Linked DNA regions of Mus musculus: regions 2, 3 and 4 are each linked to region 1. The links are chromatin contacts, called in public ChIA-PET, HiCAR-type and HiChIP or PLAC-seq maps. All regions are on one chromosome and are shown on one strand. The core of a region is the stretch at or near the end of the contact, and the rest is flanking DNA. Distances in the headings are between cores, read along the strand shown.

The links. ChIA-PET counts read pairs in DNA pulled down with a chosen protein or histone mark. HiCAR-type assays count read pairs that join an accessible place to other places. HiChIP or PLAC-seq counts read pairs in DNA pulled down with a chosen protein or histone mark.
Region 2: a contact with region 1 is called in an RNA polymerase II ChIA-PET map of effector CD8 T cells, with 273 read pairs. The contact joins the promoter of Rsrp1 here to the promoter of Clic4 in region 1. A contact is called at or near these places in 18 of 39 promoter capture datasets (the 3T3-L1 cell line, the C10 cell line, the HPC-7 cell line and 9 more), 1 of 15 datasets of contacts at CTCF or cohesin (the NIH/3T3 cell line), 10 of 484 Hi-C or Micro-C datasets (B cells, CD4 T cells, Sertoli cells and 6 more), 33 of 115 datasets of contacts at active chromatin or transcription factors (the 230-238 cell line, DN3 thymocytes, the NIH/3T3 cell line and 24 more) and 5 of 9 other capture datasets (adipose tissue, embryonic stem cells, liver and 2 more).
Region 3: a FOXA1 HiChIP or PLAC-seq map of pancreatic cancer cells shows a contact between it and region 1. The contact joins the promoter of Ifnlr1 here to the promoter of Clic4 in region 1. A contact is called at or near these places in 1 of 39 promoter capture datasets (hippocampal neurons), 1 of 115 datasets of contacts at active chromatin or transcription factors (pancreatic cancer cells) and 1 of 9 other capture datasets (liver).
Region 4: a HiCAR-type map of astrocytes shows a contact between it and region 1, with 2.2 times the contacts expected there. The contact joins the enhancer-like site here to the promoter of Clic4 in region 1. A contact is called at or near these places in 1 of 39 promoter capture datasets (the 3T3-L1 cell line), 1 of 15 datasets of contacts at CTCF or cohesin (the NIH/3T3 cell line), 1 of 484 Hi-C or Micro-C datasets (bone marrow-derived macrophages) and 10 of 115 datasets of contacts at active chromatin or transcription factors (astrocytes, bone marrow-derived dendritic cells, bone marrow-derived macrophages and 5 more).

Annotation. Positions count from the first base shown.
Region 1 is chr4:135,271,092-135,277,397 of GRCm38.p6, forward strand. Clic4 (chloride intracellular channel 4 (mitochondrial)) reads right to left here and starts at 1,669. Exons shown (of 6, transcript NM_013885.2): 1 at 1,427-1,669. The coding sequence starts at 1,498.
Region 2 is chr4:134,918,229-134,925,509 of GRCm38.p6, forward strand. It overlaps Rsrp1 (arginine/serine rich protein 1), which reads left to right and starts at 5,397. Exons shown (of 5, transcript NM_023665.3): 1 at 5,397-5,539; 2 at 5,647-6,254; 3 at 7,065-7,204. The coding sequence starts at 5,699.
Region 3 is chr4:135,681,988-135,688,253 of GRCm38.p6, forward strand. It overlaps Ifnlr1 (interferon lambda receptor 1), which reads left to right and starts at 4,470. Exons shown (of 7, transcript NM_174851.3): 1 at 4,470-4,612. The coding sequence starts at 4,555.
Region 4 is chr4:134,983,105-134,989,866 of GRCm38.p6, forward strand. No RefSeq gene overlaps it. Among named protein-coding and RNA genes, the nearest start is that of Syf2, 56 kb to the left of the region's middle. Within about 2 kb of position 3,372, at least 45 of the 459 cell types and tissues checked have an H3K27ac peak or open chromatin away from gene starts, as enhancers often do. A contact at or near this core is called in astrocytes and pancreatic cancer cells, where this site is marked.

The sequences.
Region 1 (6,306 bases), core at 419-2,918:
GGTGACCCCTGTAAAAAGGCCGTTTGATCTTTCAAAGGGGTCTTGACCCCCAGTTGAGAGCCGATGCTCTAGACCAAAAAAAAAAAAAAGTTCTAAAACCAGCAACTAACAGAAAACACTAAGGCAAACATTGTTACCACCCTGCAGATTTCTGCCTTCCATCTCTGGAACACATCCTTCGATAATTTCCGCTCTTTCAAATTAAAACTAAGAAAGGGCAGACTTTAGTACTGGATGCCTGTTGGACTTCTAGTGTTGCCAGTTTCGACCTAAGCCTGGATATTTAGTGGCTAACAGAACGAACGTCAGGGTTTCCAAGGAGGCTCAGTAAAGCAGGGGACCCAGATGTTTGTTGCGTTAACTTTTCCCTCCTTCGCTACGCCCCAAAAGGGAGAGGCGCGGAGAGCAGTCAGAGAAGCGTTTCTAGGCGAAGAAGGCAGCTCCAGGGTTTACAAACTGAGGAGGGCGAGAGGAATGAACCTTTTTAAGCCCGAGAGAGCGGAGAATTCAGGTTTTCTTTCAAACCAAACGGGCTTGCCTGCCGAGGTGGCAACAGCAAACGAAAGCGGCCAAAAGGTTGCATCATGTGAAAACAGGCGCGCTAGAGAAACAAGAAAACCAGATGGTGGTAAAACACCGGACAGGAAAACCCAAGTCGGGAATCTCTGTATTTTCCGGAAGCCTTGGGGCATCCACCCTTCTTTTCGCTTTTTCTTTTCTTTTCCTTTTTTTTTTTTTTTCTTCTTCTTTGCAGTTAGTTGCCTGGGTTTTGGGTGTGTGTCCGGAGGCTCACATTTGTAACCCAGGCTGGCCTCGAACTCGAGGGACTCCTCAAGCCTCTACTGCTGGGTCATAGCCGAGTCACCACGCCCGCATTAAAAAAATTCTCCCCTCCCCCATGCGGGAGGAGGGCTGGGATGAGGGTCCCTCCTATCCCAGGCTTGCCCTGGGTTTACTAAGCAGCCAAGGCTGGCTCTGAACTCGGGATCTTCCCTAGACCACTTTTCCCAACTGCTGGGTTTACGGCTCCCGGGTCCCTCCTCCCCTTTACTTTATTTAACATTGTATCAAAGTTAAAGTTTCAGTTTCACCCGGGCCAGGCGCTAGCGTTCCAGTAAGTTGGGTGAGCTATCAGCCCCGCGGCCCGAGGCTGGGGCTCGCGGCGGGGTGGGGTCGGACACGGCGAGGAGGGTGACAGTACCCACGCGGCGCAGCTGAGGCGCGTCCCGCCCTGCGGAGTCGCCTCCCTGTCGCCGCGCCCGCAGGGTCCGCCAAGGTCCCGCTGCGAGGCGGGAAGGCGCGGAGCCCAGACAATGGGAATGAGCGCGGGAGGTACGGCGCCGCCTCGGGCTGCGGGGATGCCGCGTGGGGGCGCTTCGGGGTGCGGGGACGTCAGCCCGCGTCGCTCGGGACGGTGAGCGCTCACCTTGACGAAGAGCTCGATGAGGGGCTCTTTGTCCTCCTCCTTCAGCCCGTTCAGGGGCATCGACAGCGCCATGGCCGGTTGGGCTGGGCTCCGCGGACGGCGGCTGCGGCTGTGGCTCCGGGGCTGCTGTGGCTGCGGGTTCCCGCCGCTCGCTCACTCGCTGGCTTGCTCGTTCGCTGGACAGTCCCGGCGTCTGGCTGCCCGTGGCCTCAGATCCTCAGCACCGCCTCACGCCTCGCGCGCGACTCTGAGGGGGTTGCGGTCCCGGCCGCTTCAAACCGCTGGGCGGAGCCCTATGGGCGGGGCGTGGGCGGAGCAGTGGCCAGGATCCTGCAGGGGTGGGGGGGAAATGGGCGGGCCACAGCTGGGGGCGTGGCCTCAGGCGAGGAAGACAGCGGAGCGCTCTAGCTTCCACGGACCGACCACTAGGGAGCCTGGAGGGCGCTGGGGGCGCGGCCTAGGCTGGGCAGCGCGGATTGGCCGGGAGGTCCCCCCGAAGCCACGCCCCTCAGGGGGTGGGCGGGGAAGGTCCCTGGAGCCGGAGCCTGACACCGCCTCTCTCCGCGGCGCAGCTGCTGCTGGTTGGGTGCCAAGTGACCTCATGCGGCGGCCCGCCTCGCGCCCTCTCCCCCGCTGCAGCCGCAGGGACTCATCGTCCCCTCCGGTTCCCGGGGCGGCGGCCTCCTCGGCTACTTCTGTTAGGCGCGGCCGCCTTTTCCTGGAAAACTTTTGCGAAAGTTTTCATGTCCTTAAGAACTTTTTAATCCTTCTGACCGCGGATCTCCTTTCGTGATCCTTCTCTATTTGAAATCAAGATACTCAAAAGTTCTTGTAAAGTCGTCCTGTGTCCCGGGCTCTGAATTAGGCCAAAACGGTGGGACAGCGTCCCGCTCCAGCACAACCCCAGTGCTTGAGGCAGCGCCTGACTCTGAAAACGTTATCCGTGCTGTTTTGCCCCACCTGGACCGATTCCTGTCTTCCGTTCACCTGGAGAAGTTTAATGAGTCACCTGAGTGCCACTCAGCGCGCAGGGGCGAGTACTTTACACCCTGAGGACAGGGGCCTGAGACACGCGGTCTACTGCGGAATTGCCGTCAGTGAATGTCACCTTTGGGAAATTTGCCTTCTGGTTTTCCTTAATCTGCTCATTCTGTGGTACCTCCCAGGCTAGGGTGATGAGTGAGTTGATTAGAAAGGCTAAATTGGGGGATGGAAGCGGGGTGTCATGGTTATCTCACATCCTCTGTGCCTAGTGTGGATCAGAGTGCTTCAACAAATTGGAATGATGTGTAAAAATGCAGTGCAACCTGCAACTACTTTATCCTCACTCAACCCCATCTCCAAGTTGCTAGATTCTGTGAGAAGGATGCTGTGCCCCAGCAATTAGATCCATCAATGCTCCGGAGTAAGGCTGTTTTAAGTTCACAGTTTGGCAGTGGCCTTAAACACCCTAAACCTCGGCCTGATTTGGTGACATATACGTGGCTCTCAGGTGATGGCTCAGGCAGGAGGGCTGAGAGTTTGAGGACAGTCTGGGTATATTGCAAGACTACCTCAAAATAATAATAATAATAATAATAATAATAATAATAATAATGGCAGTCAAGATGATTCAGCAGGTAAAAGCGTTTGCCTTGCAAGACTTCCAACCTGGATGTGATGTTGGGGCCATCTAAAGGTAGAAGGAGAAAACCAACTCCAGAAAGCTTACCTCTGACTTCTACAGAATGCCATCACACACACACACACACACACACACACACACACCAGGGTTTGGGTTTTGGTCTGCCTGTTTTTTTTCTCCACCTCCCAAGTACTAGGGTCAAAGGTGTCCACCACTGCAACCAACAATCACCGTATTTTTTTTTTTTTTTTTTTTTTGAGCCAGGGTTTCTCTATATACCCCTGGCTATCCTGGAACTCAATCGGTAGACCAGGCTGGACTGGAACTCAGAAATCCACCTGCCTCTGCCTCACAAATGCTGGGATTTAAAAGCATTGTGCTACAACTGCCCAGCACAGTAAAGTTTTAGTAGGTCAGCTGGAAGACTGTATGCCTAGCAGGCTCAAAGCCCTGGACTCAGTTCTCAGCACTGCCTAACTGAGTGTGGTGCCCCATGCCTGTCATCCCTGCACTCCAAAAGGGCAGGCAGGAAGATTAGGAGTTTAGGGTCATCCTTGGCTATAAAATGAGTTTGAAGCTAGCCTGGGCTACATTAAACCCTGCCTCAAAGTAACCAGAAACCTAAGACTTCCGTTCCGTATCTAGACTAGAGAGGGTGGTGTTGGTTACCGCCTTGTGTAATTAGGGAGGGCTGGGACCTCGTGGAGCCTCTGGCGTCCTGTCCACCCCTACAGGCAAAGCCAGCGCCATGTTCCACTCAGTGGCTAGCTAGTTTGTGGTAAAGTAAGAAAAGCCAGCAGGCTGTCCTGTGGAGCAAAGCTTAAACCAGAAACAAATAGAAGGGACAGCTGGACTCTGAACTGGGTCCCCTGTTAATTTTTCACAGAACTGTGAACAGATTAAAGTCCCCTCACAGTATAGCCTTTCCACCGTGATCCCAAATGGTAAATTCAAACAGACACACACTTAAAATGGCCCAGCAGAGCCTCAAAAGACTCCACATTGGCCCCAAGACTACTGGGTCCCAGTTAGGATTTATCCAAGTCATTTTGGGTCCCCAAATTACTCCCTCACATGTATCTGTGCTGGGCCCATGCTGGCTCCCAGCCACCAGCACAGAGATGGCCCACACAGGGAAACAATAGCAATGAAAGGGTCTTTCTGTCTCTTTGCTTAAATGGGAGGAAGCCTGTGACATTTTCCAAGTCCTGAGGTGGTCCAAGTCCTGCCCTTGCTCATCCGGACACCCTCAGGCACTGGCTCAGACCTGGAACCTGTGCTCAGGAACCTGGTCACAGTCATGCCTAGGGGTCTCAGTTTCTACTCTGATGCTCATGAGCATGGGAGCACAGACAGATCTGGGAGGAGGAGGAAGAGGAAGACGAAGAGGAGAGAAAGTGTTTATTCCGGGAGGTCCTACAGCACCTTGCTTCCAACTTTGAAAGGCAAGACGTTCCTGCCCTGTGCTCCTGGTTGTTTTTGTAACACAGAGAAAGCTTGAAGATGGGTGGAGGTGTGTTCTCCTTACACACCCCTCTGACCTCATTCCCACCTGCTCCCCCTTGTGTGCCCCACCCCAGCTGCAGCAGCTTCCTTTCTAGTCCTTGGACATCGCAAGCACACCGCTGCCTCAGGGCCTTTGCGCGTGCTCTCATCTCCCACTGAACCCTCTGTCTCCCAGAATTCCCACTCACTCACGTCCTTCAGATCTTTGCTCAAGATAGTAACTCCTTAGACATTCATTGGCTATCACCTATGCAAGCTGGGTACTGCCAGCACTCCTCCTCCAGCCTCTGCTTCCTTCTCTGTGAGTGTGTGTGTGTGTGTGTGTGTGTGTGTGTGTGTGTGTGTGTCTGTTCCTTGTATATAGTCCAAAGTGGCTTTAACCTGACACAGCCTATAATCATCACAGCCTATAATCATCTGAGAATACAGTCTCAACTCAATCGCCCAGGTCAGATCATCCTCCATGTCTATGCCTTGTCTATAAGGGTTTCCTTTGATTATTCACTGACGCAGGAGAACCAAGCTACTATGGCGGGCATCATCCCTCTGCAGGTGATCCTGGGCTGTATATGAAGCTAGCTAAGCATGATTGTGTGAGTGAGTGTCACAGTGAGTAAACCAGTAAGCATCTTTCCTGCATGGTTTCTTTTTATTCTTTTTTTTTTTTTCTGTTTTTTTTTTTTTTTTTTTTTTTTGAGACAGGGTTTCTCCGTATAGCCCTGGCTGTCCTGGAACTCACTCTGTAGACCAGGCTGGCCTCGAACTCAGAAATCTGCCTGCCTCTGCCTCCCAAGTGCTGGGATTAAAGGTGTGCGCCATCACTTCCCAGGTCCTCCATGGTTTCTGTTTGCTTCAAGCTCCTGCCTGAGGTCCCACCCTGACTCCCCTCGGTGAAGAACTGGGACCCAAAGGCTTGAGCTAAATAAATCCTTTCCTCCCCTAATTTGTTTTTGGCCTTGTTGTTTGATACATTGACAGAAAAGAAACCAATACATGTACATAGATCACCTCCTGGGAAGCAGTTTACTGAGTTTGGGTGATGACTCTATGCCTGAATATTCCTGGTGAGAGTGTACCCAGAATGCCTGAGTCCTGTAGTTGGGTGACTTTCCTGGGCAGACTTAAATGCCTAGTCACAGCTCAAATAGAGAGGGAGGAGACAGAACAAAGAAAGAGTCTGTCAAGTCCACCTTGGTGGATTCCTCAGTGTCCTGGGATACTCACTGGAGGATGGGTGACTCACAAGCAGCTGCCATCATGGAGAAGTCCCACCCCATGGGCTGGCCTCCATGAACTTCAGCATTTCGAAGATGACTACATGTCTGTCATCTAGGGCAAGAGGGAGTGGTGATTGGAATCTCAGGGGAGGGTCTGATGACCCTCCCCATCCCCAAGAGGGAATGTTAACAGCCCTGATACCTTAGGCTTAGCTAGCTGATATATGGGTTTGTTTGTTTCGTTGCTATGACAGCAGGCCAAGGTTTCTGTGGGTCAGCACAGCTGCTCTGCTCCATGACGGCCATGGTCACACCAAGCCTACAGGAAACAGCCATACTACAGTGTCATGTACCTGGGCACAGTGAGCATGACCCAACCATCAGGAGGCTTTGGTCTCCTCGAGCCTGAATCCCAGGACTTTAACAGCTGAGGCAGGAAAGCAGCAGCAGGCTCTAGGCCAGCCCAGGCTATATATACAGTGAGACCCTGTATCTAACAAGCAAGGGGAGGGGCCAGGAAGGGGCTCAGCTGT
Region 2 (7,281 bases), core at 4,147-6,646, 350 kb before region 1:
AAAGGAGCCTGCGTGTAGGCCTGGAGAGATAGCACAGTTAATACCTGTCAGCCTCCTGACAAGAAACTCATAGCTTCTGAATTTGCTGTTATTCCACGAGTTCTGAAAAGCTGGCAAGGCCTGATGTGTCCATCTCTGCTTCTGACCGAGTGTACTGATAATGGCCATGTGTTGATGCGAGTGTGAGGCCCGCCTGTCCCTTTCAGAATAGCCTGTTTGTTGTAGGTTATTTGATCACACTGTGAGCCCTGAGCTTGTGTTATTTACCGGAACAACTTGTTCTTAGGTGTGGTTTGGCTCATCCTTAGCACACAGCTCTGATCCCAGCCCTTTCTGATTGACGCTTGTAAACAGGACTAAATGAGGTTAACCTCGGGTCTAAAGCGGGGGCAAGCAGCCAGCTGACAGGAAGCCAACATGAGCTTATTTAGAAAAACGAAACTGTAGAGCATAAGAGGGAGCCAGGGTGCTGGATGGGGATGGCATACAGGAAATAGATGGGGAGGACATTGAGTTTGAAAGTTTTTTGGGTGAGAGAGGAGAATCATTCTGGAAAGTCTCTAGAGGAGGAAGGTCAGCGGGGCGGGGGGTAGGGGGGCTCTCTCTGCCTCTGAGCTACCAGGCCTTCACCCAGCATTTAGGTCCTGGTCTTTACTGGTAAAGTCCAACGAATGAGATTTTGTCTAAAAAAAAATAAAAAGCAAGCAGCTGGGTGGTGGTAGCGCACGCCTTTAATCCCAGCACTTGGGAGGCAGAGGCAGGCGGATTTCTGAGTTTGAGGCCAGATGGTCTACAAAGTGAGTTCCAGGACAGCCAGGGCTATACAGAAAAACCTTGTCTCAAAAACAAAAAACAAAACAAAACAAAAAACAAAAAAAACCCAAAAAACAAACAAACAAACAAACAAAAAGAACCCACCAAAAAAACAAAAACAAAAACAAAAACAAAAAAACCCAACAAAAAAACCCAACAGCTTCGGTGTGAGGTCTTATCTCTCTTTTTCTAATTAAAAATGTGTCTGAGCCAGGTAATGGTGGCACACACCTTTTAATTCCAGCACTCAGGAGGCAGAGTTTATGCTGATCTCTGTGAGTTCAAGGCTATCCTGGTCTGAAGAGCAAGTTGCAGGACAGCCAGGGCTACACAGAGAAACTGTCTTGAAAAACAACAACAACAAAAAAAAGTAAAAAACAAACAAACAAACAAAAGTTAAAAAAAAATGTGTGTCTAGTGCCTTCAGAGGTCAAAAGGTGTCTGATTCCCTGAGACTGGCGTTACCAATGGTTCTGAGCCACCACATGGGTACTGGAAACTGAACTTGGGTCCTTTGGAAGAGCAAGCAGCACATGATTTTTCCAAGATAGGGTTTCTCTGTGTATCCATGGCTGTCCTGAAAATCACTTTGTAGACCAGGCTGGACTTGAACACACAGACATCCCTCAACTGCACCAAAAACTCTTAGCTGCTGAGCTATCTCTGTTAGCATTACCCTGGACCCCGCATCCCTATTTTAGCCTTGGTAAAGATTGTGCAGTGTTCCTGAACTCTTGGGTCTGTCGCATCCTTTTTCAGAGCACCTAGCATCTTTCACGTTTAAACCTATTAAATTCCCTTTGGTAAGCTCCGCCTCCCCTTCCTTCCGATTGGCTCCTCCAGAAGCTCGATCCTAAGTGGAGGATCTCTCATCAGTCGGTTTCACCTCTAGTTCCTGATGCCCCGGGGATGGGAACATCTGCAGCTTTAACTCCAGTCAGTTAACTGTATTCAAGACACCAACACTCTGTCGGTCCTGTTTCCCACTGTTTCAAGATTGGCCTCTAGAATTCTTCTAATAATTCCTTTGTTTGAGACATAGTCTAATGGAACCCAGCTGGCTTTGAGCTTGAACTTCTGATTCTTCTATTTCCACCTCCCAAGAGCTAGGATTTTGGGTGTTTGCCACCATTCCTGAGAGTTCTGGTCACCATTGTTTTCAGGCACACACTTGACAGATACTATGAATTGTCTGCAAAGGCTCCTGCAGCCTCTTTTACGCAAAAACGGAAGCCTAGGACTGCAACGTGAGCAGGTTCACTAACTGTCCCTGCAAAGCTGCTTCCTCATTTGTAAATGGTGAAACTTGGGTTTCTGTTTGCCCACACAGCTTCCTGAGAACAGTCAGCAAGAGTCCTTGGTAGGCAGTTACTAAAGAGCATCCAGAGAATCCTCCTGCCTCTGCCTCAGCTGGGATTACAGGCAGGCCGTCACAAAATGAGAAGAAGAAAAAAGACATTGCATAAGAACTCAGCTACTGGGATCACACTTCCACTGTAAGGGTCTAAAAATCGCTGAAGGAAGACCACAGACTCAGATAGTATGCAAAAACAGAGAGCATTTATTCTGCAGAAACAACCAGCATTCTCTAAAATGGCGACCCCATTCTAAAATGGCGGCCCCAGACAGAGGCATGCAGGCCTTCTTAGAGGGAACCTGGAAAACTCTCTAGAAGTAATCCTTAAAAATTTTAAATTTCATCGGTGGTTGCCAGGGCTTCATAGGTGGTCAGTGGTCAGCATTCCTATGCCATGAACATTCAACCATGTGATGAAATAGGGCTGCACATCACAGATATTTCGCCATTTATGATTATCCCCAGGTTTTTAAAAAAGATTTATTTTATGCATGTGAGTACACTGTAGCTGTCTTCAGACACAGAAGAAGAGGGCATCTGATCCCATTGCAGATGGTTGTGAGCCACCATGTGGTTGCGGGGAATTGAATTCGGGACCTCTGGAAGAGCAGTCAGTGCTCTTAACTGCTGAGCCATCTCTCCAGCCAACTCCCCCACAGGCCCTTCTTTGGGAGCAGGTTTTATGATCTCATTCTGGATTTTACAGTCTGTTCCTAGAGCCTGGGTCTTATGACTTAGTTTCTGGGACTTATGGTCTATCCCTGAAGCTTGTGCCTTATGGCCTTTTCTGAAATCAGGCCTGGTCCTTACATGGAGACACATGGGGTTTATGTTGTTCTCTCACCTCAACTCTCCACAGTCTTTATAAAGGATTTAATCTATGGTATGGGTGTTTTGTGTTATGGGGTATCCACCAGAGAAGACAATTTAAGTCAATAGAAATTCTTTTTTGGTTGTTGTTTTTGGAGACAGGGTTCCTCTGTATAGCCCTGGCTGTCCTGGAACTCACTTTGTAGATCAGGCTGGCCTAGAACTCAGAAATCCGCCTGCCTCTGCCTCAGCCTCAGCCTCCTGAGTGCTGGGATTAAAGGCATGCGCCACCACTGCCCAGGTTAGAAATTCTTTATTTGCTGCTTATTGACTCCACTGGGTGTTTGGGATGCCAGAGTAGCCCTGAGCCTTTCTCAGGGTGATCTTTTACACACAAAAAATTTTATATATCCCGGGTTGATATAGTTTAGTTAATAAGAACACTTAGCCAGAAGCAGAAGTCCAGAAACCAAAAAGCAAGGTTGGTACATTTATAGACTCTCCAAGTACTATGGACTTGGATAGGACTTTTTGGTTTTGTTTTGGCACATAAGATCCCTGTCCAGGTGCTGGGTTTTATGGGCTGAACGGCACTTCCTTTATGGAGTCAGTTGGGCTGAGATCTGGGGTCTTGTTACCTTCTGCCTATACCCAGGTCTGTACGGTGTGGATGTGTGTTGGTGAGTGGTGCTCATCCTGGTACTGGAGGTCCAGATGGGTGTGAGCCGTCCGTCCTGTGGGTCCTGGGAGTCAGTGCTCTTTACTGCTGATTGTTTCTCCAGCTCCTGCAGTTTGAGAACTTTTACCATTGGTGGATGGGATGGGATGGGGGCTTCTGGAGGTTAGAGAACAACTTTTGGAAGTCAGTTCTCTCCTTCCACTCCACTGCAGGTTGTCAGTAGTGCTCCACAAGCATTTTTTTCTTCTTTTTTTAAAGATTTATTTATTTATTATATGTAAGTACATTGTAGCTGTCCTCAGACACTCCAGAAGAGGGCATCAGATTTCATTATGGATGGTTGTGAGCCACCATGTGGTCGCTGGGACTTGAACTTGGGACCTTTGGAAGAACAGTCGGCGCTCTCAACCACTGAGCTATCTCACCAGTCCCACAAGCATTCTTTATTGCTGAGCCATCCTGGTGGCCACAGTAAGGTTTTTATTTCTTCACTTTCGCTGTATATTGGGGAAGGAGGAGGAAGGAGGCACGAACAAAGAGTCCTTATTTCTGTCATCTCCCTCTAAAATCCAGAGCTTCTGTAAAACCCTGCCTAATTTCTAAGAACACCATCTCCCAATATTGAAATAGCTATTTCGTTCAGTGCTGTTCACTTACCCACAGTTTTCAAGGTCAGATATGCCTCATGACATTGAGTGTTTGGAATTTGCCCTGGAAATAAGATTAAATGTCCTGTCCTAATCACACTTGTCTTAGAACAGACCTATCGGGCTCAGGAAATGGCTTACTATTAAGAGCACTTGCTGCATTGCCTAGCACAAAGTCTGGGTTCCCAACACCCCCATACTTGGTGGCCCACAATGGCTCTGTCTTCGGTGGCATCCTGTACACACAAATTACTCTCTCTCTCTCTCTCTCACACACACACACACACACACACACACACACACACACACAATCAAGGATCACTGTTGCTCCTCAAAGGTCAACTGTGGTCGTTGGAATTCCTGTCTCGACCTCAAATTACCTTAATTAGCTCAAACAAGGCCGTTAAAGCAGCCTTTCTAAATTAAAACTATATCTTCGGGGTCCAGGGATACCCCTCCCAATCTCCACCATAGGAGGAGCCAAGAAGGGAAGCTGGGCAGCGGCTGGGGGAGGGAGGGGACGACACATGACCCGGGGACGACCGAGGCACGGGAACCGACTTGTCCTCTGTGTCCTTGATCCAGCTTTTGAGCCGGCTAAATTCTTTGCTACCCTCTCCTTTTCCCGAATTTCAAAATCGAAAGCAGGAAAGGAAGCCAAACTAAACCAAACCAAACCAAACAAAGAAAAACAAAGTTGGGCGTGGTGGCGCAGACCCCCTAGCTGAGAAGCAGAGACATGGGGATTGCCGCGAGTTCGAGGCGTGACAGGGGTACACAGCTAGCTCCTGTCTCAAAAAAAAACTCAAGATCCAAAAGCAGCCAAGGACCCCACAAACAAACAAACAAAAAACCCTGAAGTAAACAAATCCTCAAAATACCCGGATGTAGAAGGCGGGCGGGAGTGGGGGATGGGGAGGAGGCGCGGCCGTTGGTGGAGTGACAACTGACGCGCATGCGTGTCTCCAAGGCGCAGCCAACATCGCTTGGCGATTGGACGAGAGTGGGACCCGCCCTTTCGCACGGATGTCTGTGCGCATGCTCGGCGCCAGCTTCCAGTATTTTCGATGCTGACGTCGCCACTAAGCTCAGTCCCAGTCTGGACTTTGGCAGTGGAGGTTCCTGTGCTCTCCGGTCGCTGGAATCGGGAACCTCGCCCGCTTCGGTTCCTGGTCGCAGAGAAAGGTGCCCGCTTGGCCTCTCTCGCCCTCGCGAGCTCTTCATCCGTTTAAGGTGAGTGGGGCCGCTTGGTCAGGGACCGGTTCGCCCTGGGGTGTCGCGCACGCGCACTGGGCACTGCGCGCCCCACCTGGATGATAGACTCTTGACTTTCTCTGTAGTTCCTAGACGCCGTTGCGTTTGCGGACCGATCTCCGTTTTCAGAAGGGAGCCATGTCCTCGGCCGCCATGTCTAAATACGTGAACGACATGTGGCCCGGCTCTCCGCAGGAGAAAGCCTCGCCGTCCACCTCGGGCTCGGGCCGCTCCAGCCGCCTGTCGTCGCGCTCCCGCAGCCGCTCTTCGTCCCGCAGCTCCCGACGCGACTCCCGCAGCTCTAGCCGCTCGTCCTCGCGCAGCCACAGCCGGCCGCGGAGGAGCAGACGGTCCCGATCCCGGTCCCGCAGGCGCCACCAGCGCAAGTACAGGCGCTACTCACGCTCGTACTCACGCAGCCGGTCGCGCTCCCGCAGCCACCGCTATCACCGCGACAGCCGTTACGAGCGGCCGCGGAGGTACTACAAGTCGCCGTCGCCCTACCGCTCCCGGAGCAGGTCGCGCTCCCGCGGGAGGTCGCAGCACCGGTGGTCGTACTACGCGATCACTAGAGGGCGGCGCTACTACGGCTTCGGCCGGACGGTGTACCCCGAGGATCGCCCCAGGTGGAGGGAAAGATCCAGAACCAGGTCGCGCAGCAGGAGTAGAACCCCATTTCGCCTGAGTGAGAAAGGTGCGTTTTATCAGGTTGAGGTTTGTGCCCTTGGTGGGGGTGGTGTTGGGGATTGAGTTCTGGACGCTTATCACCGAGCCACCTCCCCAGCTCCTCCCCGCGTTTAACTTCCTCAGCGCGCTGTGAGTCAGCCAGGGAGTCATGTGGTTGAGCAGTTTAGCTGGGATTTCGTAAGATTAGGCCCAGGACATCTTAACATCTAGGCCTGCGTTTGTTTTGGTGCTGGAAGTCTTTTGAGATTTCTTGAAGTGAGAGAGAGTTTTTTGTTTAGTTAGTAGTTAGGTAGAATATAGTTTCTCACGTATTTCCTTTCACCTTGTGAGTAAAGTCCATGCCGGATGTGACCGGTGCAGTAACCTGAACTAAAGTCCATTTATGGCTGTGGTGGTCAAGAGAGAGGAGGCTCACTCTTTCCTACTAGCTGGGTGAAGTCAAAACACATTTTTTTTTTTCATGATTTACTCAAAAATGGGTTTTGACTGGCCTTTCTGTTAAGTAACATGGCAATTTGATGTTACAAAGTAGGTAAGTTTGAGCTTGTGTGCAGACTCTGTATCAAGATTAGTAGTCTAGATAACTGTGCTATAAAGTTTATCAAACACTTCAGTTTACAGAAATAAACATTTAAAGAAAAGGCAAAATAGGGCTGTTTGTCAGAACAAAACTAACTTGTTGAGGTAATTAAGGAAAGTTGGGTTTTTTTCCTCACTATAAAGGGATTTTTTTTAGAATTGCTTTACATATAAAGAGAAAAACATTGTTTTAGGAGAGGTACTTAGTAGAGGATAACGAATGTCTTAATGCCCTTAGATCGAATGGAGCTACTAGAAATAGCAAAAGCCAACGCAGCAAAAGCTCTGGGAACAGCCAACTTCGACTTGCCAGCAAGTCTCCGAGCCAAGGAGGCAAGCCAGGGGACAGCTGTTTCCAGCAGTGGGCCAAAGGTGGAGGTAAGTGCCTTCAGGAAGCTGCTGCCAGCATTTATTACCCTTTGCCAGTGAACACAACCCTCCTGGGGTTCTTTATA
Region 3 (6,266 bases), core at 3,220-5,719, 410 kb after region 1:
ATAGGACACGCCCAACTCTCACGAGAACAGAGAGCAAAGAGAAGCTACGGAAGACAGAGCAGCTCTAGGAGAGAGAATGGAGAGGGGACAGATTTACAGGGACAGTGGTACAGAGGCAGGCTGCAGAGAGAGAGAGAGAGGACAAACTAGACACAGGTGAAGACAGAACTGACTAGAGAGTGAGAAGGAGTCAGAAGATTAGAATACATTGCCAGAGTTAGTATGAGGCCAAGCAGAGCAACTCAGTCAGAGGCTGAAAGAAGCCAGTCTGAATCAGCCAGTATGGAGAGGAGTTTTGAGTCAGGACAGTTAAGTTGACCAACCAGAGTTCAGAAAGAGCTAGAAAGGGGGAGCTTGTTCAGCAGCAAGTCTCAGAGGCTGAAAACAGTCTAGACCCAGATAAGATTGTATGGAGACTAGAAGCTTCCAGGACTAGGCCTAGGTTAGCAGATGGAGGCCTTGGAGATGACAATGACATCAGACAAATAAAAGATACTTTTACACAGGTCCTCATGGGACTGAAAAAGCAAAGGACACCGTCCATGGGACAAACCGGCAGCCATAGAATGGGATAAAATTCTCACCAACTCCACATTTAACAGAGGGCTCATATCCAAAATACATAAAGAACTCATGAACTAGACATCAACAAACCAATGAAAAAACAGGATGTGAATCTAAACAGAGAATTCTCAACAAAGGACCCTCTCGTGACCGAGAAACAGTTAAAGAAATGTTCAACGTCCTTAGCCATCAGAGAAATGCAAATCAAAGTGATTTTTGAGGTCCTTCTTACACCCGTCAGAAAGGCTAAGATCAAAAGTACAAGTGACAGCTCACGTTGACAAGGACATGAAGCAAGGGGACACTGCTCCATTGCTGGTGGGAGTGCAAACGTGTAAAGTCATCTTAGAAATCCATATGGCAGTTTCTCAGAAAATTGGCACTTGATCTACCTCAAGATCCAGTTATCCCACTCCTGGGCTTAAATCCAAAGGATGCTCCATTCCACCACAAGGGCACTTGCTCAACTATGTTCAAAACAGCTTTATTCATAACAGGCAGAAACTGGAAATCACCTAGATGTTCCTCAACGGAAGAATGGGTGAAGAAATTGTGGTACATTTACACAATGGAGTATTATTACTCAACTGTTTTAAAAAAGAACCATGAAAATTTCAGGCAAATAGATGGAACTAGAAAAAAATATCATACTGAGTGATGAAACCCAGGCCCAGAAAGATAATTGTGATATGCACTCACTGATAAGTGTACACTCGCTGTAAAGGATGATTGTGCTACAATCCACACACCCAGAGAGACTAAGTAACAAGAAGGGGACACAGGAATCTCCCCGGGAAGGGGAAATAGATTTCACAGGTGGACCGGAGGGAGGGGCGTGGGAATGGGAAGAGAAGAGATGGGGGGGGTAAGAGAGAGGGAGAGAGAGAGAGAGAGAGAACTGGGAGAGATGACTGGAACTGGGGGACACTTGGGGGTGAGGTAGAAACCTAGTGCACTGGGAATGGCCAGGAATCTACGAGGGTGACCCTAGTGAAGACTCCTAGCAATAGGGGCTGTGAAGCCTGAACTGGCCATTTTCTGTAACCAGCCAGGCCTTCCAAGGGAAGGACTGGAACAGCAACCCAACCACAAAACCTTCGACCTACAATTCCTCCTGCCTGCAAGATGTGCTGGGATAAAGGAGTCCAAGAAATTCTGGGATTCGCCAACTAATGAACCTGAGAGGCCACCAGAGGGAGCCCACACCTGACACGGCCTGGAGTCCAGGAACCAGAGGCTGGGTGCCCAGAGAGCTGAGGTAGAAGAAAAAGTCAATTAAATGATCCCTAATACTGCTCTGCTCTGCTTGTAGACTGGAGCCTGGCAGAATCACCATCTGAGAGGCTTCGCCCAGCAATTGACAGGAGCAGATGCAAAAACCCACAGCCAAGCCTTAGGCAGACCTCAGGGAATCCTGCAGAACAGGGGTGGGGGTTGTAGGAGCCAGCGGGGTGAAGGACCCCAGGAGAACACAGAATCAATTATCTAGGGCTCAAAGGAGCTCACAGAGACTGAACTGGCAATCAGGGAGTGTGCGTGGATTTGACTCATGTCCTTTGTATACATATTACTAACTTGATGTTTTCATGGAACTCCTAACAGTGGGAGCAGGGGCTATCTCTGACTCTTTTGCCTACTTTTGGGACCCTTGTCCATCCTTAACATGAGAGGATGTGCCTAATCTTATTGCAAGTTGATATACCATGTTTGGTTGATATCCCACTCTTTCCTGAAGGGAAATGGAGGAGGAGTGGATCTGGGGAGAGGGAAGGTGGAAGGGAGGGACTGGGCGGAAAGGGGGAGATGGAAACATTGTCAGGGAATGTAATATATGAGAGAATTAAAAAAATAGGTAGAAATCAATAAATTAGCATTGCCTTTTGAGTGAAATAGTTCACTACTGTCTTTAGAGTCCTCATCTCCGGGATAGTGTTTTGAGTTTCTGTGGAAGAGCAAGCAAAAGCCAGATTTGTTTTTCTGAGTAGCAAGGGAGCACGTGAGAGTGATGTAAGTTGAATACAGCCGTGAACCTGAGCACAGTGCAGTAGATAACAAGAAAGGAATTAGCTGCGCTTCTTGTCTCTATAATTAGCCTTTTGTTTACTTCACCATTAACCTGCTCATAAGAAACAGTCATTACTTGGGGAAAAAAAATGTAAAGAAAAAAATCCTCTTTACTCCAAAATAATGGCCATTACTGTAGAGGGAGATGTCTAGATATTTCTCTCTATGATGTCTAGGAAGACATAGCTTTATCCAGCTTTTTGCTCCTTTTGTTTTAATTGAAACAAAGTCTTGAGTAGATCAGGCTAGCCTCAACTGAATCCCTATAAAGCTGAGAAGCAGTGGTCTTCACTTCAAAATAAGAGTCCTGGGACTCCGAATTCGTTTGGTCTTCATTTCAGAATAAGGGTCCTGGAGCCCCAGCAGAGAATCAGTTTGTGTTGAGAACTTGCAAAGTAGAGTCAGCCCAGAGAAAAGGCAAACATGTTTGGGGCACCAAATGTGACACAAAAATGGTTTTTATGCCCCTAATCTCATTTCTCGGCTCTCTTTGGTTCCCATTGGCTGAATTCTTCAGGGAGCTAAAATCTACCTGCTGTCTAGTATTGTCCCCTTCCGGAATTCCTTATCTAAATGGTACAGGACACAAACCTTTCCTTTTCTGATATGTGAGCTTACAGGCGGGCAGACTACCTGTAACTTTCAACCCTAGAACACACTGACAATACCTAGAGAAGCAGACACCAGCTGCTAGGCAGAGGAAAAAGGGGCCTAGAGCCCCTCCACCATCTCTGACGAGCCCTAAACACACCTTATACTGAAAATGGATCATAATGATTGATTTCTTACATAGCCAAGGTTAACCTTGAACTCCTGGTCCCCCAACCTCTATCAACCCAGGGCTGGGATTGCAGGTGTGTACCTTAAAAAGCTCATAATTTTAGGATGTGTTTTTGTGCTTCTCGAATGTAGTTTAAAAAATCCCAGACACCTCTTGTTGTGCTGGGCCTGAACAGAGCAGAGTTTAAAAAAAAAATCAAATCAAAATAACTCGAGTTAAAGTTGGGTCCCCAGACAGAAACTAAGCTGTCTATTGAATCCCCCAGGAGATCAAGAGAAACCTGAGCTAATGGCCTGCTTTCCAAAAGTCCAGCTTTTGTTCTTTTTCTATCTTGTATGTATTCTGCAACAATTCCATAGAGATATCAATGTACCTATGTGGTATCCACCCCAACTCCCCATTCGCACTCCGTGCAGGCAAAATGCAGAAGATGAAGTCCATAACCCTTAATCCTTACACACAAAAGGACACACACACACACACACACACACACACACACACACACACACACACGTTGTTGTCCTAGCCTTGTCCCGACTCTACCTATAAGGAGAGTAATTTAGAAAGATCCCGCTTCCCCTTCCGTGGTTTCGCAGGTTTCTGGTTTCGGCCCTTCTGTTTACAAAACCAGCGTTTCCCACTTGGCTAGTTAGAATGGTTTGTGTGGTGGAATGAAGTGTCCCCTGCTCCAGGATAGAAAACAAAGCCTGAAGCGATGTCCTTTCTGGTTAGTAGCGACACAGACCGCGTTGCAGCTTAGGACAGCCTCCTCCAAGCTTTTACCGCGATGTAGGCGGGGAGTAACAAGCCTGCCGGGAATTCCTGCAGAAACTCAGTAAGAAACTCGCAAGACAGGCTGGGTGCCATCCCCCGCTCCGCCTGCAAAACGGGAGTCTTGCCAGTCTCCTCGAACTCTACCCTAGGTGCTATTTACTCCTCAACGGAACCCCAGAACTGGATTTCTTGTCTGATTTTTAAAAAATGTTACTGAGAGCCCCGCCCCCACCCACGGCAGGCGACGCGGGGCAGCCCTAGGTGAATCCCCACCGGTGGCACCGCCGGAGGCTCCTCCTCCCTGGGCCGCCGCCCTTGTCACCTGCCGCCCAGGGGCCTTGCGGCGGGCGGCGGGGACCCCAGGGACCGAAATGTGGCGGGCCGACCGGTGGGCGCCCCTACTCCTGTTCCTGTTGCAGAGCGCCCTAGGTAAGTACGGACCGCGGGGACCGCGGGGACCGCGAAGATGTGCCACCCACCCGAGGTCCCGAGAGGGGACTTGGTGCTGGGCCTCAGGGATTCTGTACACTTGCCGCGGGTTTGCTTGGTCCCAGAGTGAAACAATCCTGAGCTTGGACGGCCTTTTCTGGACGAAAGGATCCCGGTTTCCTTATTCCAGGCAGGGCCGGGAGTTCCAGGCACAGACACCGGAAAGCGTTGACTGTATTTGTTGACCGAATCCCAGAGTGCATACCTGATTGACACTTTTAATAGGGGACATACAGGAGCTGCCGGGATCCAGCTCTGGTTGATCTGGTCCCTGCTAGGAGACTCTTTAACGGGGCATTTTCTCTCTTTGTCTTTCATCTGGTAAGACAGCGGGGCACAGAATACCCGAGGCCAGGACCCAAGCACCGAACCCCAATTTTCCACTCATCAACTTCCCCAGGGAGGAAGCCATGGGCATACTTCAGAGTCCTAGACGCAGTCAAAGGAGCAGGAAGGGTTCTTAGAGCCGATAAACAATCATAAACGTTCATATTATTTTTGGTTGCTTCTTTGTCCTGGCCACTGTGTTCTCCTTAAGGTTTTCAACCCAGCTGCTCTAAGTGGTAGACAGTCATCATTTTTAAGTGAGGGAAACTGAGGCTCAGAGCACTTCATAGGTTGCTTTAGAAGTACCCCAGAGGGGCACACACAGGGCAGAGGAATAAGGCTGAGCCCTAGGTTTGCCCATGACCAGTGCTGCCCCTGCCCTGAGCGAGCTCACAGCTCTGTAGCAGTGTTTTTGAGTTAACGAGGGTCTTGGGGGACACGGGATTATGTTCCATCCCTGACACAAACTGGTTTAGTTAACATTGATCTCTGAGCCGTGTCTCTTTGATGATGGCTGTGGGTAACACCTTGCCCCAAGGGGTAGTCTGTCCTGAGGACTGAATGACATTTTATACAGTGCTATACCAGTCCCTGGAACCCTTGAAGACTCTGTGAAGTGTGGCAACTCTGAACTGTGACTTTCCCCATGTGGCCAAGCTCAAACTTTGGGCCTGTCCTGCTCATGGATGGCTCACGGATGGCTTAAAACTAAGGGGCTTACATACAGAGTGGCCTCTTGCTAGACAAACTGGAAGCTGGGTTTAACTGCGGTGTCTCAATTATGCACCTTCAGGGCACAGGACAGGAGAGAAAAAGACACCCACATCTGGGGTCAAAAATGAGGGGGCAGCCCTGGCGTGAGCTTGAGCTGAGAGAATCATGTAGACTTGGGCTTACCTTGCCTGGTGCCTAAAAAAAAAAAAAAAAATGTATGGGTCTCCATGGTGACCCACGTGACTGAATTCTCCCTGTGACCATGAGCTCCCGTGGGGCAGAAGATGAAGCCATTTCCTTCTGTTCCCTGGTACACAGAGGAAGATAGGAAGCATGGGTTAAAGCTGGTCGGGTGTGGTTGTTCCTGCGTGTATTCCTAGTACCCAAGAGGCTGAGTTAAGAGATTACCGCACATTTGAGCTAGCCTAGACTAAGCTGTTTGTCTCTCCCATAGTCAAAAGGGGACTGGTGAGATGGCTCTGAAGGTAAGCGTTCCTGACATTCAATGGACAGAATCTACACGTTAGAAGGAAAGAACCAATGTTTGCAAAGT
Region 4 (6,762 bases), core at 2,122-4,621, 290 kb before region 1:
GGGTCTGTGTGACAGTAAGAACTCTGTGTGGAAGGTTCTAGAGACACAGAGCCTCTGGCAGGCTCAGGTGAACAGCTCTCTGGAAGCAGCCAGCCACCCAGCAACCCAGGTGTTGCTGCTAGATATACCAGGACAAAAGAAGTAGGGAGATGGGAGGGAGGCAGGCACCCTGCGGCTGGGGCCACTGCTGTGAGTGGCTGGCTCTTCTGAATGGGTTTGGAACTTTCCTCCCTTCTGTGGTTTTTCAGCTTCTCTGACCTTGAACCCCTGGGCGCCTTCTGCCTCACTTCTCTGGCTCCAGAAGTTGCCTGGGACACTGCTCAGCTCATAGCTGTGAAGGAAACTGGCCTCAGATCACAAGTTTTCAGTTCTCTGCTTGGAATGGTGAAGGAACCGTGCGTGCCTGGTGGCCAGAGCCTGTGGACAGCACGGAAGGGAGACTGGAGACCTCCCAGCTGAGCATCGCACATACTTCCTCTCCCTTCTGTGTCTCCAGTGACTCATTAGCGGGCAGAAGAGGATAATTAGTTGGTTAATTATGGAGAGAGAAGGAGAAAAATAATAATAAAAAAAAAACAATTCAAGTTCCCGTTGTCATTCATGAAGACCTTAAAGGGCCATGGACACTCAGCAGCTGCCCCGCCCCACCCCACGGACACTCAGCAGTTGCCCCGCCCCACCCCACGGACACTCAGCAGCTGTCTCTCCCCCCACTTACATAGATGGATAGATGGTAGAGAAGAGTCCTGTCCCCGTTGGCGACACACCATTTGTCACCTTCAAAAGCTCGGCTAAGAAGGCTCGGTGGGGGATTTCGCTGTGGGGCAGAAGGGCTAGGCACTTCTGTGGTCCAGCATTCCTTCCTTCCTACATGCTTGAACACTTCCTGGTTATAATAGAACCATTCAGGCCACTGAGACCATGAGCTGGAAGAATCAGGAGGCTCCCGGCGACCAGCTCAGCACTCCCAGGGTCCTAATTCAATCTTCTAGGCCTTTCTCGCCTAGTCTGCTGGGGCTGCTGTACGCTCTAGCCTGACATCGGAATTTTTTGATACATTTTTTTCACATTAAGAAGTTAAATCTTTAGGCAAATTAAATTTGGAAATAATTTCATTGTGTGATTTTTTTTTCAACTCTCGTGGAGACTTCACAAACAAACAACAAATAAACAAACAAACACAAGCCTCGTTTCAGACCTTGTAAATTAACCTTGCACTTTGGTGGGTTCTCAGGTGGTTCATGTGTGTGTGCGTGTGTGTATTTAGGTATGTGTACATAGATGCACATGTGTGCTGGCAGGTGTGTGTTTACATTTGTGCATGTGTGTATGGAGATCAGAGGTCAAACTTAGGTGTCTTTCTTTGGCCTTGTCCACTTTATTTCTTGAGATAAAGTATTTCCCTGGCCTGAGCTTCACAAACAGGCTGGGCCAGTGAGTCCCAGCGATGTCCTGTCTGGGATTACATGTGTGCACCCCCACATTCTGGTTTTTTTTTTACATGAATGATGGGGAGGAAATTCAGGCTCTCATGCTTGCACAAAAAGCACTCACTGTATTAACTGAGTCAGCCTATCAGCCTTCCCGGCTTTGAAAACTGGTTTATTGTATGTACACAGGCATACCACATGCATGCAGTACCGGGAAAGGCCAGAAGGGGGCATCATATCTTCTGGACCTGGAGTCACAGATGGTGGTGAGCTGCCTCGTGGGTGCTGGGAATTGAATCCAGGTTCTCTGGAAGAGCAGCCAGGGCTCTTAAACACTGAGTCCCAGCCTCTTCCTCCTCCTCTTCCTCCTCCTCCTTTTCTTCTTCCTCCTCCTTCTTTTTATTTTTTTAAAGTGTGTGTGGGGAGGGGGGCGGGAGTATCTGAGGAGATTGCTCAGCAGTTAGGAGAGCTAGTTACTCTAGTGAGGATCTAGGTTTGAGTTCACAGCACCCACATGGTGGCTCATCTATACTGCCAGCTTCAGGGGACCTGATTCCCTCTTCTGACCTCACACACCGGGCATGTGTGTGGCATACTTACATACGTGCAGACAAAACACTCATGTACATAAAATAAAAACAAAAAACAAAAAAACTTAAAAAAAACGACTTGGGGGCTGGGGATATACCTTAGCCACGGGCTTGCCTAACAACACAAGGATCTCCACTCTGTCCCCAGTGCCGCACAAATATCTAATTTGGGAATGACTGGCCATTCTGATGCAGTTGTAAGACACAATGAAGAGACTGGGTGTATCTTACTCAGTCTCCCCCGAGGTAACATTATGCAAAATTATAAAAGAAAACAAAACTACAACAACAAAACAACAACAAAAACCCAGTTAAGATGCACAAGTCTGTGTCAGCAAGAACTCAGCCTGACAGCCATTAGCAAGCTTGGGGACAGGGGCCTTTACTGGCTGAGCCATCTTAATGGCCTTATGACCTTGAGTCTCTGATTCTCCTGCCTCTACCCTGCAGGGATGCCAGGTCTGAGCTCCCATGCCTGGCTCACTATGGTTTTAACTGAGGCCCTTGGCTCTTTTTCCACATGTGCTGTATCATGTTTGTCCTTTTAGTAAAACCCAGGTGGTTTTGGTGGGAGATGCAGGTCAAGCCCTGAGGTCTCTGCCTGAACCCTTCCTCATCCAGGGTTTTTTTTTTTTCCTTCTGGACATTTTCAGTGTAAGCCAAAGAGCTGCCTGGCGGGGACTGGGCCTTCTGTCCGCTCACCTGCTTCCTCTGCAGTGAATGAATCGAGGATGGTGTATTGAGGGACGGTTGGTGTATCTGGACGGATCCTGGTGTCCACAGAATGGAGGGTCTGATCACAGTTATCCCCAGCTCTGACTCAGAGGGACCAGAGGGCAAGGGGATCCAAGAGGCATGGAACACTGAGACAGGCTGAGGCCATTTCCCCTTTGGCTTACGGACAGCAGGCACACTGGAGACTTTCCTGGGCCACTGCCCTGATGACCTATATATATACCAGCTGCTTCACCGTCAGCTCAGGTTTAAGCATGGCCGACCCCTGGGCTTCCTCTGGGTGCTGTCCAGGCCTGACTCTGGCCCTGCCTGCTGTCTTCTCTGGACAGCGACTCAGCTCTAATGATCCCTGGCATAGCTGCCCAGCCCAGACTTATTATTTCCTTATTATTTCATTTAGAGCTCTTCATCTAATTAGCATCGGCCGAGGACAGGGCTGCTGTGGTTTTGCTGGAAGGGCTGAGCCACATTGGGTGACAGACTGGATCTCCTTCCAGTGGCAAAGCCTCCTCCACTGTGGGGTTCCCACGTTTACTTTGGCTCCGGGACTTTCTGAGTAATGCTCCCAAGCCGGACTCAGAGACCAGGAATTTGGGAGCTGCTGCTGCCTCTGAGGCCAAGGGTTGCTGGCAGTGGGCTGAGTCCTCTGCGGTGCCAGCCTGCCCTCTGTGGGGACTGGGGACAGCCTGGGGCTGCCTGGCATGGTGGGTCTGAGTGTCACAGAGCCTCCCTTTTGTCCCTGCCTCTTGCTTTGCTAATGCCTATTTATTTATTTAATATATGTATATGTGTGTGAGCATAAGTTTTTGTGTGTATCTCTGCATGTGGAAGCCAGAGGTTAACTCCTGGTGTTGTCCCCAGGTGTTGTCCACTTTGGTTATTGAGATGGGTTTTTTGTTGTTGTTGTTTGTTTTGTTTTTGTTTGGTTTGGTTTTGGTTTTTCGAGACAGGGTTTCTCTGTGTAGTCCTGGCTGTCCTGGAACTCAGTCTGTAGACCAGGCTGACCTCGAACTCAGAAATCCACCTGCCTCTGTCTCCTGAGTGCTGGGATTAAAGACGTGTGCCACCACTGCCCGGCGAGAATTTTTTTTTTTTTCTGGCCTGGACTTCACCAGTTTTTATATGGGTTTTAAGGATCCAATCCAGTTATCTCTTTAGCTTACTTATTATTAATATAATTGATTTTTGAATCAGGGTCTCACTCTGTTCTCAGACTGGCCTTGAACTTGTGGCCCTCCTGTTGCAGCCTCCTGAATGTTGAGATTCCAGGTGTGTGCTGCCACGCCCAGCTCCTTTGTGCTTTTGTGTCCTTGATGGCTTCAGGAGGCAGGTGAGCCTCTTTGTCTCCTGGCCCCTCAGTGGATCCCTGGCTGTGACAAATCTAACTTTATTTTCTCCTGTTCATTCTGCACCCGTGCTGACAAGATCACCGTGAAGGCTGAACTCTGACCCTATGGTCAGAAAGTTCCAGAATGTAGAATCTGAGAGAGACATTCATCTCAGGGACTCCTCGGGTGTCTCATGGGAAACATTTTCCCTCGGAGCCTCAGTTTCCCCATCTTGTAATAGGAAATAATAAGTAATTTAATAGATGCTAATTTTTCCTTCTTCCTCTCCTTTTCATTTGCATGTGTATGTGTTGGGCATATGTGTGGGCATACACGTGTGTGTGTGTGTGTGTGTGTGTGTGTATACACATGCATGCAAGGCCTGACACTGATTTTAAGAATCCTTCCCAGCTGCAGTCCTCACACTCACACAGCGAGGACTTTAACCAGTGTGCCATGTTCCCAGCTTCCAAACGCTCCTTAACCTCTTCCTTGGCCACACACTGTGATACGCCATCACCATCGATACACCGATCATGATACATACATGTACAGCCATGCCCACGCCCATTCTACAGACCTAGAAACTGAGTTCCAGAGATTATATGATCCTCCCAAAGTCACAGAATGGCAGAGACACTCTGGACTGTAGATTTCTGTGATGCTAAAGTTACTCCCTTCTGGAGTCGCTGAAGGGCAAGGGCGTCCCAGAAGACAGACTGTACTTGGACAAGCCTACAGCAAGAGCTCTACGGGAGGGAGTCTGTGAGCTCCTGGGAAGGTGGGTTCTGTGGGCACACTGTGGACAGAGGCTTACCGAGTATGAATGAAGGACTAGAAGGAAGAAACTGCGATCTGACAGGCTGCACCCTGTATCTGTCCTGCTGCAGGCTGCCCCTCTTCTGCGTGCCTTTGACATCACTGGAATGTCACAGCAGGAGAATTCTTTGCTCAGGGTCTGGCTAATGGTTGCTGGTAGAATCTTTTCCTGGAAACCAAACATTTAGCTTAGTTCTTGAGAGCTTGGGAAAGGGGAGGTGAAGAGTGACCATCCATACCACGGCTTGTCACCCCTGAGCATGGAGACCTTGCCCTTGGTTAGGAAGGTGAGCCAACGTCACCTGAACTCTAAGGAGCAGAAAGGGCATTTTTTTCCTAAATGGAGACACCGCAGTTCCTTCTTGAGACTCATCAATGTGCAGAGACTCATCCAGGCTCTGTTCTTGGAGGAATCACTTGTGGAGCACCTGACCACCCCCCAGCTCCATCCTCGGGTAAGAAGTTCTGAAGAGTCTGTAGGGAGGGTGGACATCCCGGTGTCTCTTAATTCCTTGGCCAGGAGGAGGATGGGAGACAGGGACAGGGACTCTGAGCTGTGTGCCCATGCCATGTCTCAGGTCACCTTGCCCTTCCTGAGAGAAGGATGGGTGGCTCAGACTTGGATGGGGACTCTGATTGGCTTTGAGGAAGCTCCGTTTTGGGGTACCACTCACGGGACCCAGTGTACAAAGTTACACGAAGCTGTTAACACTGGCTCCTCATGGCCAGGGATGTGGAGCGACTAATAAAAAGCACCTGGAGGGACTGGAGAGATGGCTCGGTGGTTAAGAGCACTTACTGTTCTTCTAGACGTCCTGAGTCCAATTCCCAGCAACCAATCACATGGTGGCTCACAGCAACCTGTAATGGTATCCGATGACCTCTTCTGGTGTATCTGAAGACAGCTGCAGTGTACTCATATATATAAAACAAATAATATCGAAAAAAAAAGAACCGGGGGTAGGGAAGGACTGGGGGTCTGTGGGTCCTGGGTGGGAGTAGGTCTGGGTGTCCGGGGCAGGCCTTTCTGGAGGGGGTTATGCTTGAGCTAGATCCAGATGCGAGGTGCCCTGCATCCCACATCCCCACCCCTATACACCACAGAGGTCACAACTTGTGCCCTTGGTGAAGGCCCGGGGTTGTTCTCCTGAACTGAAGTCAATTTGGAAATCCTGGAAGGCACAAGATGGGCAGCCAGGGCCCTGGGACAAGGAGGCAGCTGGATCCCAGAGCTGAGGTGTGGCCTTTAGCCAGCTTGGGAGGGACATTTGCCTTCTGTAACCTACTGTTTTGTTGAGGTCCCCATTAGAGATTCAGGGTATAGGACAGGCATAGGACTCAAGTCCCCAAACAGAGTCCCAATTGATAGAGACTGGTAAGGTCCTAATCCCAGCTGGGTCTCCAAAGAACCTGGGAATTTAAAACAGTGTGGCCTCTGGTGTACTCTGTTGACCACGTGGGTCAGAAGATGTGGGCTGGACCTGGGCTTTGCGTTCAAGGAAGACATTTTGGGGCTACCTATTCCTGGCATGCTTTCTGACTTGGGGCCATGGCTAGAGTGTGTGGTAGGGAACCTGAATAGCCCCTTCCATATACCTACCTGTACAGGCCTCTCATCCCCGGCCTCAGTGATTCTGACCCAGTGGGAAGCTGGCTCCCCAGACCCCACAGGCTTTTTTTCTAACGCAGGATCGGTTCTCTGGCCATTGAAACATCCTTCGTCCCATTGGGAGAGACTGGGACACGGGACTCGATTAAATGCAATTTTGAAAGTCATTTTTCTTAGCTCAGGAGCTTAGAAAACAATTCCTATGTTGGAATTATTCTAATGAGCCTGGCCTCACTTCAAAGGGGTTAATG